Regions from separate parts of the Zea mays genome. Here regions 2 and 3 are each linked to region 1. A link is a contact called in public Hi-C data. All regions are on one chromosome and are shown on one strand. Each heading gives the region's core, a stretch centred on a gene start, on an enhancer-like site or on the middle of the called end of the contact. The rest is flanking DNA. Distances are from core to core; before and after follow the strand shown. Region 1 holds the start of LOC100501678 (phospholipase D family protein). Region 2 holds the start of LOC100383082 (putative cytochrome P450 superfamily protein). Region 3 holds the start of LOC107197951 (Subtilisin-like protease).

The links. A called contact is a pair of places that touch in the nucleus more often than the background predicts.
Region 2: a contact with region 1 is called in a Hi-C map of ear, with 5 times the contacts expected there. The contact joins the promoter of LOC100383082 here to the promoter of LOC100501678 in region 1. A contact is called at or near these places in 10 of 25 Hi-C or Micro-C datasets (bundle sheath, ear, endosperm and 5 more).
Region 3: a contact with region 1 is called in a Hi-C map of endosperm, with 3 times the contacts expected there. The contact joins the promoter of LOC107197951 here to the promoter of LOC100501678 in region 1. A contact is called at or near these places in 5 of 25 Hi-C or Micro-C datasets (ear, endosperm, root tip and 1 more).

Annotation. Positions count from the first base shown.
Region 1 is chr1:81,762,976-81,767,414 of Zm-B73-REFERENCE-NAM-5.0, forward strand. LOC100501678 (phospholipase D family protein) reads right to left here and starts at 1,992. Exons shown (of 10, transcript NM_001323283.1): 1 at 174-1,992. The coding sequence starts at 1,730.
Region 2 is chr1:82,006,374-82,010,812 of Zm-B73-REFERENCE-NAM-5.0, forward strand. It overlaps LOC100383082 (putative cytochrome P450 superfamily protein), which reads right to left and starts at 2,450. Exons shown (of 5, transcript NM_001175753.1): 1 at 2,066-2,450; 2 at 256-771; 3 at 1-156. The coding sequence starts at 2,407.
Region 3 is chr1:81,899,885-81,904,323 of Zm-B73-REFERENCE-NAM-5.0, forward strand. It overlaps LOC107197951 (Subtilisin-like protease), which reads right to left and starts at 2,633. Exons shown (of 1, transcript NM_001320190.1): 1 at 77-2,633. The coding sequence starts at 2,521. The coding sequence ends at 260.

The sequences.
Region 1 (4,439 bases), core at 742-3,241:
GTACCAATTCCAATAACAGAGAAATATCATTGGTGCTACCATGGAGCTAATTTGAAAAAGAACCTAATAAATATTATAACATTGATAGCATTAAAGTTTGGAGACACAAAATTATGTCTCTTGGAGCGTGAAAACCTTAAAACAGCATATTTTCAACTTGATAGATTACATACCATCTTATATCCAAGAATGCTCCTCGATGTAGGATCATCCCAAACAAGCAGCAACACACGCACCCCTTCCTGTGACTTCATCTTCAACAGGTCCCCAAGTGATGGAGCTTGAGTGCCATCTCTCACGAGGTGGATTGTGTGGAAAACAGACCACCCCACAATGTAAATTAACTTCCTTGCCTGGCATATGGCATCATAGATGTCACGCCAACACTGCCCGTGCTGGTAGCGCAGCCCATTGCTAAGCCATATGTCTGGGAGACAACCATCAGGCACATGGGCGTCTTGATACAGGGTCACTCTCATGCCACGCCTAAGTGGGAAGTAAGTATGAGGCACTCCATGACTGTCTGGACCAGCAATGACGCCATGGTGGTACATTGTGAGCTGAGCAACGGGGATCAACTGTATTGACAAATGCAGTACAGCTCCAGGAGCACAAGGCTTGCCATTGGGCTCAAGGACGGGGAAGACACCCTGAATCCTGTCCCCTGTCAGAAGCTTCTCGGCGGGAATGGACACAACACCGATGATTTGAGCACCGAAGACATCACTGTCCTTGACAACAAACTGGACTTCGGCAGCCTCATGCCCGACGGGCACCATGAAGTTCTGCGACCAGACTGGATTCTCACAGTTGGGGATGACATAGGTCCGCGCGACGGTGGCATAGGAGACCTGTACGGTGACATAGGGGTCGCTGGTCATGGACGCGCTGGACATCTTGCTGCCAACAGCGCTGGTGATGCGTGGGCCAAGGAGCTCGCCGACCCTCTTGGAGAACATATCCTTGTTAGGCAAGTGTCGCGCGTCGTGCACCCAGATGTCGAGGCTGCCGTGGAGCAGCACCACCTTAAGCGATGCCCTGAAGCTGCCGCCGTGCTGCGACCCTCCCGCGGCCGCACCATAGGGCACCACCTGCATCCCGCCTCCGTGCTGCGACCCTCCGGCGGCCGTGCCATAGGGCACCAGCTGCATCCCGCCGCCGTGGCTGCTCCCATCGCCCAAGAAGGGGGTCGAGGGCGGGGTCACTGAGGGCGACGACGCGTAATCGTGACGGCCGGAGAGGCGCATGCTGGCAAGGACATCCTCGATGGGATAGGACGGCGCGGAGGGTGCGGAGGGCGCGGGCGACGGGGGTTCGGGCGCGGAGGCGTGCTGGTGGTGGAAGCTGGAGCTGGGCGAGAGCCCCGGGCTGGGGCTGGGGCTAGGGTTGGTGCTCGGGTAGGAGAAATACGGGGATGGGTAGGGGTCGTACCCGTGGCCGTAAGGCGATGGATGCGGCGGCGGCGGGTAGGCGTGGTACTGCGGCGGGGGCGGGTACGCCTGGAGCGGGCCGGAGTGAAACTGCTGCGGCGGATGCGGGGCGGGGGCATAGCTCGGGAAGGATGGAGACGGAGAGAGGTATGGCCCCGCCGGCGCGGCAGACGGCGACGGCGACGGCGGCGCAGGCGGGTACTGGTACCCGTAAGGATACAGTTGCGCCTGCGCCTGCGGATACGGGTATTGGTACGGCGGGTAGTGCGGCGGATTGCCGCCGTTGTTGCCGTTCTCCATCACCGCCCGGGCGCCTGGTTCCTCGGTTGCTCTCAACACGGCTCCGCTTTCGATTGATCTTTCCCTGTGGTCGGAGCCCGAGATTGAATTGGGCAGAGAGGCCGGAGGTGGAAGAGTCGTGGGTGGCGACCACGACCACGACGGCGTACGAATGAAAAGGATGGATGTTGAACTCTGGAATCGAATGGGATCGGAAGAAGCAGGACGGTGGTTGGCGGGACCTGGCCATCGATTCTACTTCTACCCGCCAGCCCTGCGGCCGTGTGGATTTGGACGCTGACCACCTCGTCGGATCACCGCCTCGATCTTAACGTGGAAGGCACCTGGACGTCGTGGGGCCCGCGTGTAAGTCTTCTTTCTGACAGGTTGAAACAATGAAACGCACGCGTGGAAGGTACCAGGCACAGGCAGACACGCTGAAGATGACACATGACCGAGATATACAGATACTCTAGATTTTCTTTATGATGAAAAGGCAGAATCTTTATCTATCCGTATCGCGAACTGAAGGCCTTTTATTTTTCTATACAGTATCGGGTATCCTATACGGGATTTTATTTTTCTGAATCTCGGATCTACCAGGAACCTGCTTGCGGGACAACGATTCCTGCGAGATGGAGAAGCACACCCACACGGACACGGCACGAAGCCACGAATAGCTCGATCCGTTCACCGCGTAGATTGATGTGTACTATACTACTATACGGCATACGCTACCGGCAATTTTGGCATGAACGTGGCAGGTAGGTAGACGTGGTAATAGGGTTTAAATTTTATACGTGTTGACGCTTTTTCGGAGCGCCAATCACTCAAGAAGAACCGGCAACGGTGCCCTCTGCACAGGGGCGGACGGTCCGCGCGCAGGGGCCGGACGGTCCGCGGCCTGGTGCGAGGCGGCGGCGCTCTCTGGTCAGACGCGGACGGTCCGCGGCACAGGGCCGGACGGTCCGCGACCTGGTGCAGGAGCTCGAGTTCCCTGCCTGACGGCCGGACGGTCCGCGCCCTAGGGCCGGACGGTCCGCGCGTGCGCAGGGGCGGCGGTAGATCGCCGGCAGCGCCTGGATCTCGCTCCCGGGAGGGACCCCGTCGGGGAGGAGAGATCATAGGAGTTGTCTAGGCTCGGGCAGGCCGACCTAGACTCCTCTAATCGACGTAGAGTCGAGGAGAGGCGGAGAATTTGGGGATTGGAATACTAAACTAGGGCTAAACTAGAACTAGACTAGAACTACTCCTAATGCATAAGGTAAAAACGAGTAATAGACTTGATTTGTTCGATTGTTGGGGGGTTCAATCGGCCGTAGCCCTTCATCTATATAAAGGGGAGGTCTGGATCCGCTTCCAACTGATTTCCGAGTTAATCCCGCGATTTTAGGTAACAAATCCCGCGAGAAACTAGGAACCCTAACTGACTCTGCGCACGCGCGGACCGTCCGCGCCACCACCGCGGACGGTCCGGACCGCGGACCGTCCGGCCTCCGGGCCGGACCGTCCGCACGGTCATTTTGGGTTCGAACATATGCCCCCCTGCCTTTTGGTGAAGGTTGACAAACCAAAAGCATATGAACTAAACCTGATGTAAGTCACCGGCTTTTCGATATGGAGATTATTCAATAAAGCACCAATATAAAGGCCGTTTCAGATTGTATCTTTCTCGGCCATGACCATTTGATCAATGGATCAAAAGGAATAGAATGGAGGTGCCCCCTGTCTGGATAGTCGAAGGGATTATACATGTACCATGGATTCATCATCGTGCCATTCCATGTTTGAACAGGATAATATACCGACGATGAGTAAATAGGTGGAAAGTACCCTGGTCTCATAGAATGAATATGCGACGCTTGTTGTGTCGCCTTTTGGGCCGTTTTGTTTAACCGTTTTGTTTTAGCAGGTGGCCAGGGTTTCTTTGTTGACCGATCACGTGGAACAGTCTTTTTGCTAGCATTTTTGGAGAGCAACTGATCAAAAGTAGGATCGGCTTTGATCAGCCGATTATATGTGCTTTGACCTTGCGTCTTTTTTCTTGCTTTATGTAGAAGTTGACGCCTTTGGTCATAGGGGGACTGTCCGGCTGAGTTAGCCGGACCGTTTGTCTGAGCACCGGATCGTCCGCACGTAGGTGCCGGACCATCTACGATGTTCGGGCTAGGCTGATGTGTTTGGTTCATTAACTGTGTCTGCCCCCCAGTGTCTTCGGACTTTTTAGCCTTCTCGTCCGAAGCCTTTCGAGCAATCTCCTTTTGTGATATATCTGACATGCGGGGATCGCCAATGACGATACCCTTGCCTTTGCCTTTATCGGCCATTTCGGGCCGAACCAAGACCTTTTTGCATGTGAGTTCTATTGTATTAACAGGAAAGGGTTGTGTGTCTACTTGCATCTCCTGAAAAGCCAATCGACCCTCATTTATGGCCGATTGTATCTGTCGACGAAAAACATTACAATCATTGGTGGCATGAGAAAAGGAATTATGCCACTTACAATAAGCACGCCTCTTTAATTCATCAGGAGGAGGAATAGTATGAGTTAATTTAATGTTGCCGTTTTTCAGTAACTCGTCAAATATTTTATCGCATTTGGCAACATTAAACGTAAACTTAACTTCTTCTTGTCGATTCTTTCGAATCGACTGTAAAGCAGAACATGGTGAAGGTTTAGCCTGCCCTGGCCAAACCAGTTCGGCGGTGTATACATCCGTGGATTCATCG
Region 2 (4,439 bases), core at 1,200-3,699, 240 kb after region 1:
CGCCATGTAGAGGAACCAGGCGAGCGCCCCCGCCGTCGTGTCCTTGCCGGCGATGACTATGTTCAGTATGATGTCCCTCAGGTACTTGTAGTCCACCGTCCCGGACTCGTTCGTGGCCGTGTGGATGAATCTGGACAGCATGTCTTGCCTCGAATCCTACATATCGCGCGCGCAGCCGTCGAGGGACGCGTCAGTTCATTCATTCAGGTAATAGGCAGAAACAGCAGGGGATAGCCTTGTTGGCTTCACACTCACAGGGACAGTGTCCTCGGTCGCCAGCTTGCTGTCGGAGAGCTCCTGGGCTCTCTCGCGGATGCGCTTGTACACGAACTCGTCGACGACCTTGACCCGCTTCTTGAGCGCCGCCTCGGAGCCTACGCCGAGGAACCTCTGCGCCTTCCAGAACGCGTTCACGTAGCGGAGCAGCGTGAACTCGCTGGCGTCGTCGAACGCCGCGGCGAAGCGGCTCCCTTCCGCCGAGCCGCCCAGCGTGTCTAGGTCCAGGCCGAAGGCGATGGTGAAGATGGAGTCCATGGTCGCCCTGAGCGCGAGGCCCTGGAACTCCATGGGCTGCCCGGACGCCGCCTTGCCGGAGACGATGCCGGCGAGCCTCGCGGCGTTCCTCTTGAAGACCGAGCCGCTGAAGTCGCGCAGCGCCCTCGTGGAGAAGTCGTAGCTGGCGATCTTCCGCTGCTGCCTCCACTTGTCGCCGTCCACGGCGAAGATGCCGTCGCCGAGCAGGTCAGTCATGTTCTCGTAGTTGAAGCTTCCCTGTACGGTCCAGATGAAGCACGCGTCATCGTCATCGTCATCAGCCGGAAACAAGCAAGGAAATTCGGAAACTAGACTAGAATAGACTCGTTAGCTTGCTCTAGAATCGGAGGGCCCATTAAAGGTCCATAGAAAAACACATGCTTTAATGGAGGCCCATTCATTGTCAAACCAAAAAGTGGTCTCTTCAATCATTTTGCGTTGATCGGGTTTCAGGGGCTGGTTACCAGTGGACCACATAAAACAAACTGGAAAATGTCAATTTTGACCAAACTCTCGCACAAGTTAATTTTTTCTTCCTCACCAACAAAATTGGATGGAACTCCTTCCTCATCTTCCAAAAATCAGACAGGTGACCAGCATGGCGGTTTCCACCCCGTGTCTTTTCTTTTTTAAGGTTAGTTTAGGAACTTAAATCCACTAGATTTCCGGAGACTGAGTGAAAAATTAACCCATTTTCTTCACAATCTTCGGGATTGGATTTAAGTTTTAAAACTAGCTCTTATATTATGTTTAGGGTTTCGGGATTGGATTTAAGTTTCAAAATATAGATGCTCTAGATTCACGCAATTTGATTGAAATTACCTAAATTCGTTTGGGTTGAGGCTTTATCTGTGGGTTGGGATAGATTGGACCCAGATTTGGCAGTGTTTGGTTGGAGATTCAAGTCAGTTAGATCCACATCCACCGCGACATCAGCTGAGTATTGTGTAGACGGAGGTTGGAACGGTACGGAGGGGAGGGGAAGACGTGACCCACTTCACGGCGCGGAGATCAGGGTCACGGCGGCAAAGCTCAGCTGCTCGCCAGAGTCGCAGGGCGAAGCTCGCCGGAGGTTGCGCTCCCCGCGGACGGAATTCGGCGCGCGCGATTTGGCTCAGCCCGCAGAAGAGAACGCAAGATAGAAAATGAAAATTGGAGGATGCTACTGCAAGACATTTTATCCTACCCCAAAAAAGAAATAGGGGGATGGACGACCCAACTCATGTAACGAAACGGAAAACGGATTCACGTACTCCATCCAATCACTATCAGGATGGATGTGCTGTGATGTGTGACACTGTGACCCATCCCACAAAATCCTAAAACCAAAACACACGCTAGCTTATCGAGCATCGATCGAGATCGGTTCGGCCGGGCTACAAAGTTTTGTGATGGCGCGCGTATGGCGGAGGACTAGAGCGCACCACAAACCCAATCTTGTGATGCCGTTCAGCCTCCACAAGTTGCGACGTCGGAGGAAAGCCTAACAACGGCAGAGGGAGCGCCGGAGGAGCGGGTGTCTCTCACGTACCTTGCCGTAGTTGGCGAAGTTGGTCCTGAGGATGTGCTCGACCACGGCGGGGTCGCACGTGTATATCTGCCGCCGGCCGGCCGGCACCAGCAGCTGGAAGGTCTTGCGCTCCCGGAACAGGTCCGTGTGGTAGTCGTGCAGCCGCCGGACGTGGTACAGCTGGTGGAACACCGTCCCCACCACCGGCGCGTACCGCTTCGGCGCCTTGCCGCCGCCGCCGCCGCGGCGCCGCCCGACGAGCAGGTAGTACGAGCAGACCGCGAGCAGCGCGAGGCCGGCGGCGGCGGCGGCGGCGGCGGCCAGAGCCGTGGAGGTGTCGTAGTAGTCTTGTGCTTCTCCCATGGCTGCTGCCAGGCTAGAGAATTTCGGCTGGCTAACCAAAGAGTATCATTTGGCTGTGGCTCCGGCTCTTATGAGATGGTTGTTGTATATATATAGAAGTGATCGCCTCTCTCACTCGTTCTCAATTCGTCATCGTGTCGTTAGCTCCACCCCACAACCTCCAAAAGAAAGCATATTTTGAAGTCATCCCATAGCAACCCCCAACATTATTTATTTTTCCACGCTACTATATATGTTACGTGAGCATGACATTTGAAGTCTTGGCAGCCACAGCGATTGCGATGAAAACGGATCTATATCCGCATTTTATCATCAGTCCGAAATAGTCGAGAACGAAAACAGAATTAGGATAAACGGAATTGCGAAAACAAATGAAAATGGATACTAACGGAAACTCGTAATTTAATACAAACATAAATGATATTGATGGTTAACTAGTGATTGATTGGTTGGACAATAACATAAAACAAATAGATACAGAGAGGCAACATTTTATTATTGTTTGATTGCTAATGATGTACATTTAACTATATCCGATGTTGTTTAAAACTTTACACCACTTTACATTGGAAAGAACCGATGGTTACAATGACCACTTTTGCTATAATTTATCACCTAAAGACACGAGGCTTTAGTTTATATATTAATGCATATTAGTCTTGTCCTATATTTATCAAATACACATTCAATCCGGATAAAAACAGGATCCCGCAAAAACGGAGGGAATAAACCCTCTCTCACTTCCGTCATATTTTCATATTTTTCCGTAAATATAAAAATAGACGGGTTAAATTTAAAAATTCTAGGTTCGCACGCTTCGATTATAATTCTAATCTCTACTCGTCCTAAGTTTTTGTATTAGGGAAGAACTAATATTTATTGGTGTCTACAAACTTTTGTTATGCTCACATTGAGCACGCACCTTTGACCACCCTTACTTTTCAGCCGACAATGTTTAGGCGAAACGCGTGCCGACAGCCTGGCAGGGTTGAAAAAAATATTTGGGTTTATTATAAGGTTGCCAGATCAAATATCTTTAGGGCAGCTTCAACGATGAGCTATAATACGCGAACTCTAAGTATATTATTTTATATTTCAATAAGAAAGAGGAATACTATTTTCATGAAACTGGTCATTTTTAAGATTATATTAAAATATCATATAAGATTATTTATATTATAAGTTACTACCTCCGTTTCAATTTATAATTCTTTCGATTTTTTACTTTAAGTTTGGTTGACTCGTCTTATTCAAAAAAAATATTATTATTACTTTTTAATATTATTTAGCATATAATATAGTTTAAGTGGTTTTGGATTTTTTTTTATAATTTTTTTAATAGGACGAGTGGTCAAACGTGGCACAAAAAATCAAACGGATTCTAGTTTGGGACCGATTGAGTATATGATAGAAGTTAATAAAGAAACTGTTTTTGGGATAGTAACTAGTTTATACTATTAATAGTACCCTTATTTACAAGGTAGGGGGCCTGGCGAAGATAGGAGCATGAGTTGCACAGGTGTCCAAATTTAGAGATTGAATGTTTTTAGGCGTTTGAACCAGATCCAGTAGTACGTGGAGGATACGTGACGAGGAACTTTATCCTAACACTTTGAACTTGTCCCCGGTACATTGTTAGATGATTTGGCACGTAGTAGTAGTAGCCACATATATCGCCGGCCGAGTGAAGTTACATTCAAGGTGAAAATATTGATCTTGTCAAGAACGCCACAAGGTAGGATGACGGCGACCGACTTGGGTCATCGCTTATCGGTCGGTGTGCGTGAAACAAGAATACTAGAATAGTACCCTTCGTCAGTTGACAAGAATGGTTAAAAAGTAGGAGGAACCGATCGCGGTTAACTTAAGTCGTGGACCATAACCAAAATTAGTGAGCTAGGAACTATATTCAAATTAAAGAGGTTCCTTACCGTGCTTGCAAGTTGCAAGGACCACCAGTTCCTCTGTTCAGAAAATATATCAGACGTGGACCATGCAAAAAAAATATTGATGATATTTAAGGATATTTTAG
Region 3 (4,439 bases), core at 1,383-3,882, 140 kb after region 1:
CAAGGACACAGCTTTGTCTCCGTTATTTACAGAACAAAATCGCAGCTGGGAATGAGATAGATAGCATAGCACACGTCGAGCGAGAAGAACTCCAGTTCATACTCCATAGTTTCGTAGCCTATACAAACATGCGGTGTGCAAGTGCCGTAGCCTAGAGACGCTATACAGACATACTCTGTACCATGGTCGCAAAATTAGCCTTCTTCAACCCCGACCCCGAGCAGCACAAAGAGCGTTGCCGCCAGGCCGCTGCTCCGCGCTACTCTCCCTTGGCTGGAATCACGAGGGGGCTCCTCACGATGTAGTCGTCGGAGACCCACTTGAGGTTGCCCTCGGCGCCGGCGACGTTGGGCTGGCCGGCCCACCGCACCGTCACCGTGAAGCTCTGCTTCTCGTCCAGCGCCGTGAACCGGAGCGTCGGCGGCTGCACGGTCACCGACACGTCCTTGGGCATGTCCACCACCGCGGTGTACACGGAGCTCGCCTTCCCCACGTTGGTCACCGTGCGGTTCACCGCGATGGGCTGGGCCAGCAGGTTGACGATGAGGGACGGGTAGTTCAGCTCGGCTTCGGTGACGGCCCTGAGGCCGCCGCAGGCGACGGGGCGGTGGGCGATCTCCGTGACGCCGTCGTCGCCCAGCCCCAGCCCGCAGAGGTAGGGGATGTAGTCGTCGGCGCGGAGGTCGTAGACCAGGCCCGGGTCGAATGCGAGCGCCGGGTTCACGTAGCCCGCGCCCAGGGCGTAGAAGGTGGCGTGCCGGTACTGCTCGTCCTTGATGGGCAGCCCCGTGCGGTCCACCGCGTCGGACGTCGTCATCATCGCCGACTTGATCGCCGCGGGCGACCAGTCCGGGTGCAGGCTCTTGAGGAGCGCGGCGACGCCGCTCAGGTGCGGCGTCGACATGGACGTCCCGGACTCGACGAAGAAGGACAGGTCGGCCCCGCCGTCGGAGAACTCCGTGTGCGAGTCGCTCGGCGCCCACGCCGCGAGGATGTTCATTCCGGGCCCCGTGATGTCCGGCTTCAGGATCCCCGGGCTCGCCTTGCTCGGCCCGCGGGACGAGAAGAAGGTGACCGCCGGCGACGGGTACGAGCCGATAATCGTCCCCTTGAAGTCGATGCTCGCCGTCCCGTTGGCCGTGGAGTTCAAGTAGGCCAGGATCTTGGACCCGGACTCGTAGCTGACGTGCGAAGCCGGGAGGACGTGCGCGTCGGCGAAGGTGGTGTACCCCTCCGCCTCCTTGTTCATGACGATCATGCCCACGCCGCCGTACGCCGCCACGGTCTGGCCCGCCTCGACGCGGTCGCTCAGGCCCCTGCTCTCGCACAGCACCACCTTGCCAGCCACCTCGGCGCCGCGCAGCACGCTGCAGTCGCGGCTCGCGTCGAAGCCGTCCGCGCCGGGGTACACCAGCGGGACCGGGTCCGCGGCGGAGTTGTTCCTCGGCTGGAACAGGGACTCGCCGTGGAACTCCTCGCCGTTGCCGAGCTTGACATTGGTCCGTATCGCGCGGTCCATGGTGCCCGCCGCGACGGTGAGCATCCACGGCGCGCCGTTGCCGACCGTGCCGGGCTCTGGCCCCGCGTTGCCCGCGGCGCAGCTGACGAAGATGCCTCGCTCCGTGGCCTTGAACGCCGCGATGGCGATGGGGTCGTAGTTGAACTGCGTGCCCGAGTAGGCGCCGATGGAGAAGGACAGCACGTCGACGCCGTCCTTGACGGCGGCGTCCAGCCCGGCGATGATGTCCATGATGGAGCAGCGGCTGCGCGTGCACACCTTGTAGATGGAGAGGTGCGCGTGCGGCGCCATCCCGGACGCCGTGCCGTCCGCGTTGCCCCTGATGTTGGCGTTCTCCACGAAGTTGCCGGCGGCCGTGCTGGCCGTGTGCGTGCCGTGGCCCGCGTCGTCGACGGGCGGCGCCGTCGAGTTCACCGCCGCGCTCCCGAACGCGCGCGCCCCGATGATCTTGTTGTTGCATCCGCCCCCGGCGATGCTCTTGAACTCGCAGGTCCCCTTCCACCCCTTGGGCGGCGGCTGGAGCCCGTCGTCGCCGAAGGACGGGTGGCTGGGCAGGATCCCCGTGTCCAGGATCCCAATCACCACCCCGCGCCCGAATCCGGAGCGGCTCCAGAAGCCCTCGTTCCCCAGGTGGAGGCCGAGGAAGCCCGGCGAGCGGGTGGTGGCGAGCGGCAGGAACACCTCCGGGTACAGCCGCACGCACCCGTCCGTGGCCCTCAGCGCCTCTGCCTCCTCGTCCGTGAGCCGCGCGGCGAAGCCGGTGAAGACGTCGCTATAGGAGTATATGATCTGCGGGCCTTCGTCGGCCGTGGAGTCCAGCCCTGCCGCCGCCTGCTGCAGGAACGAGCGGTGCCACCCGTCGACGGAGCCGTCGGTGGCTTCCCGGGGCCGGAGGTGCACGATGTAGTTCTTCCTCTCCTGCAGGAACGCCGCGCCGCGGAGAGCAAGGGACAGGAGCAGCAGCAGGGTGGCGCGACACCACCGTGACTTGTTCATCCCCATCAGCGGAGGCGGCGCGGCGCCACAGATGCTAGGCGGTCGCCGGTAGCTTGCGGGGCAATGTGTATGCGGGCGAAGGGCAGAAGGGGAGTGAGGGTGGGGCGTGGCCGTGGGTGGCGGCGACGAGGCGATCTGCGGGAGTTTTTATGAGGCTGCTGCGAGGTGTGTGTGTGTGTGTGTGGGAGTGGAGCGACGGGCGCACAGTGGCACTGGCAGTGAGCTGGAGGGTAGAGGGCCCTGGTTTTAACTTTTAAATGATGGGAAAAACCAAAAACGCATCGGCGTGGGGGCGGGCGTACCCGGTGTCCGTCCGGCGTTCCTCCGGACCCTCGCCATGGATTGGGATTGCACCTTGCGGATGCGCCTGCGGTTCGTGTCACGGCTGTGCGTGTCTGTGCCAGGTCTCTCCGGGCTCGTGATGGCTGCTGGCTGGATCGGGTCCGGCGGAAGCGGAATAAAAATCCGGTGCCCCCACGTTTTGGAACTTGTCTTTCTTTCAGCAGAGCGCACCAGTACTACCCTACAAAAGTCTGTCTAGTAGGGGCCCCGCCCCCCAATCTGCCGGTGAAACCCGGCGGCGGTGAGGCGATTTTACCTTCCAGCACGACGGCGGGCGAGAGCCGAGCCGAGAGGTCAGTTGGAGACGGAGGTGTCATCGCGTAGAGCCAGGGTTGTTTTGACTAGCGGCGGGTTGTTTTGACTAGCGGCCTAGGGCCAACGCCGGTTAGGGGGTGTTTGGTTGCTCCTGCTAAAGTTTAGCCCGGGTCACATCAAGCGTTTGACTTTTAAATAGGAGTATGAAATATAGACCCAATCAACTGGACTAGATTCGTCTCGTCTTTTAATCTTCGGCTGACAAATTAGTTTTATAATCCGACTACATTTAATACCCGGAACGGAGGTTCAAACATTCGATGGGACAGAGGCTAAATTTTAGCGGGGTGTAACCAAACACCCCCTTAGGCTTTGTTCGTTTACACCAATCCAGCTCTGGATTAGCATGGATTGGAATTAAATCCATGCCTCAATCCATGCCCCAAAATAATCCATGACTACTTAAAATTTTTTATTCGGTTAAACCCATCATGGAATATAACCCAAGGGTTTGGGAATTTTTTAAACTATGGAAGACATGGATTCTATCCATAGCTCATTAGGTATGGAACAAATCCATGAAATATTGCACAAGTTTACATTAGAATCCATGGATCAAAAGAATAACTAGCTTTGAAAGACACATGGATTTGTTGATGGATTTAATCTCACCATGGGATTGGGTGTGAGATATGGATTCACCCAATACATACCTGGATTAAATCCATGGTGGGATTATATCCCATGTAATCGAACAAGGCCTTAGTCGGGTGGCACGGACTAGGGCCACGGGCATGGCCACGCGCATGATGCGCTCCGCACCTGGCAGGACGTGCAACGCTGTCTGCCTGGCTGGAAGGACGCCGTCGCCAGAGCCACTAGACAATCTCTTAACCTAGCTATGCTAGGCTCTACAACTATTGTTGTAGCTCATCATATGTACTCTATGCCCCCTATCCATACCTAGCTACTGACTACGGTACACAACTTTCCTTGTTCACACACCACATGTGGATTGGCGGATTTCTAATAGTTGGTGCTGCTGCACATGCAGCCATTTTTATGGTAAGAGACTATGATCCAACTACTCGATACAACGATCTATTAGATCGCGATTAGACACCGCGATGCAATCATATCCCACCTTAACTGGGTATGTATATTTCTGGGTTTTCACAGTTTTGGCTTGTACATTCATAATGATACCATGAGTGCTTTAGGCCGTCCCCAAGATATGTTTTCGGATACCGCCATACAATTACAACCCATCTTTGCTCAATGGATACAAAATATCTTCTCCAGGTAGAATGTTTGAGCGTGGCATGGG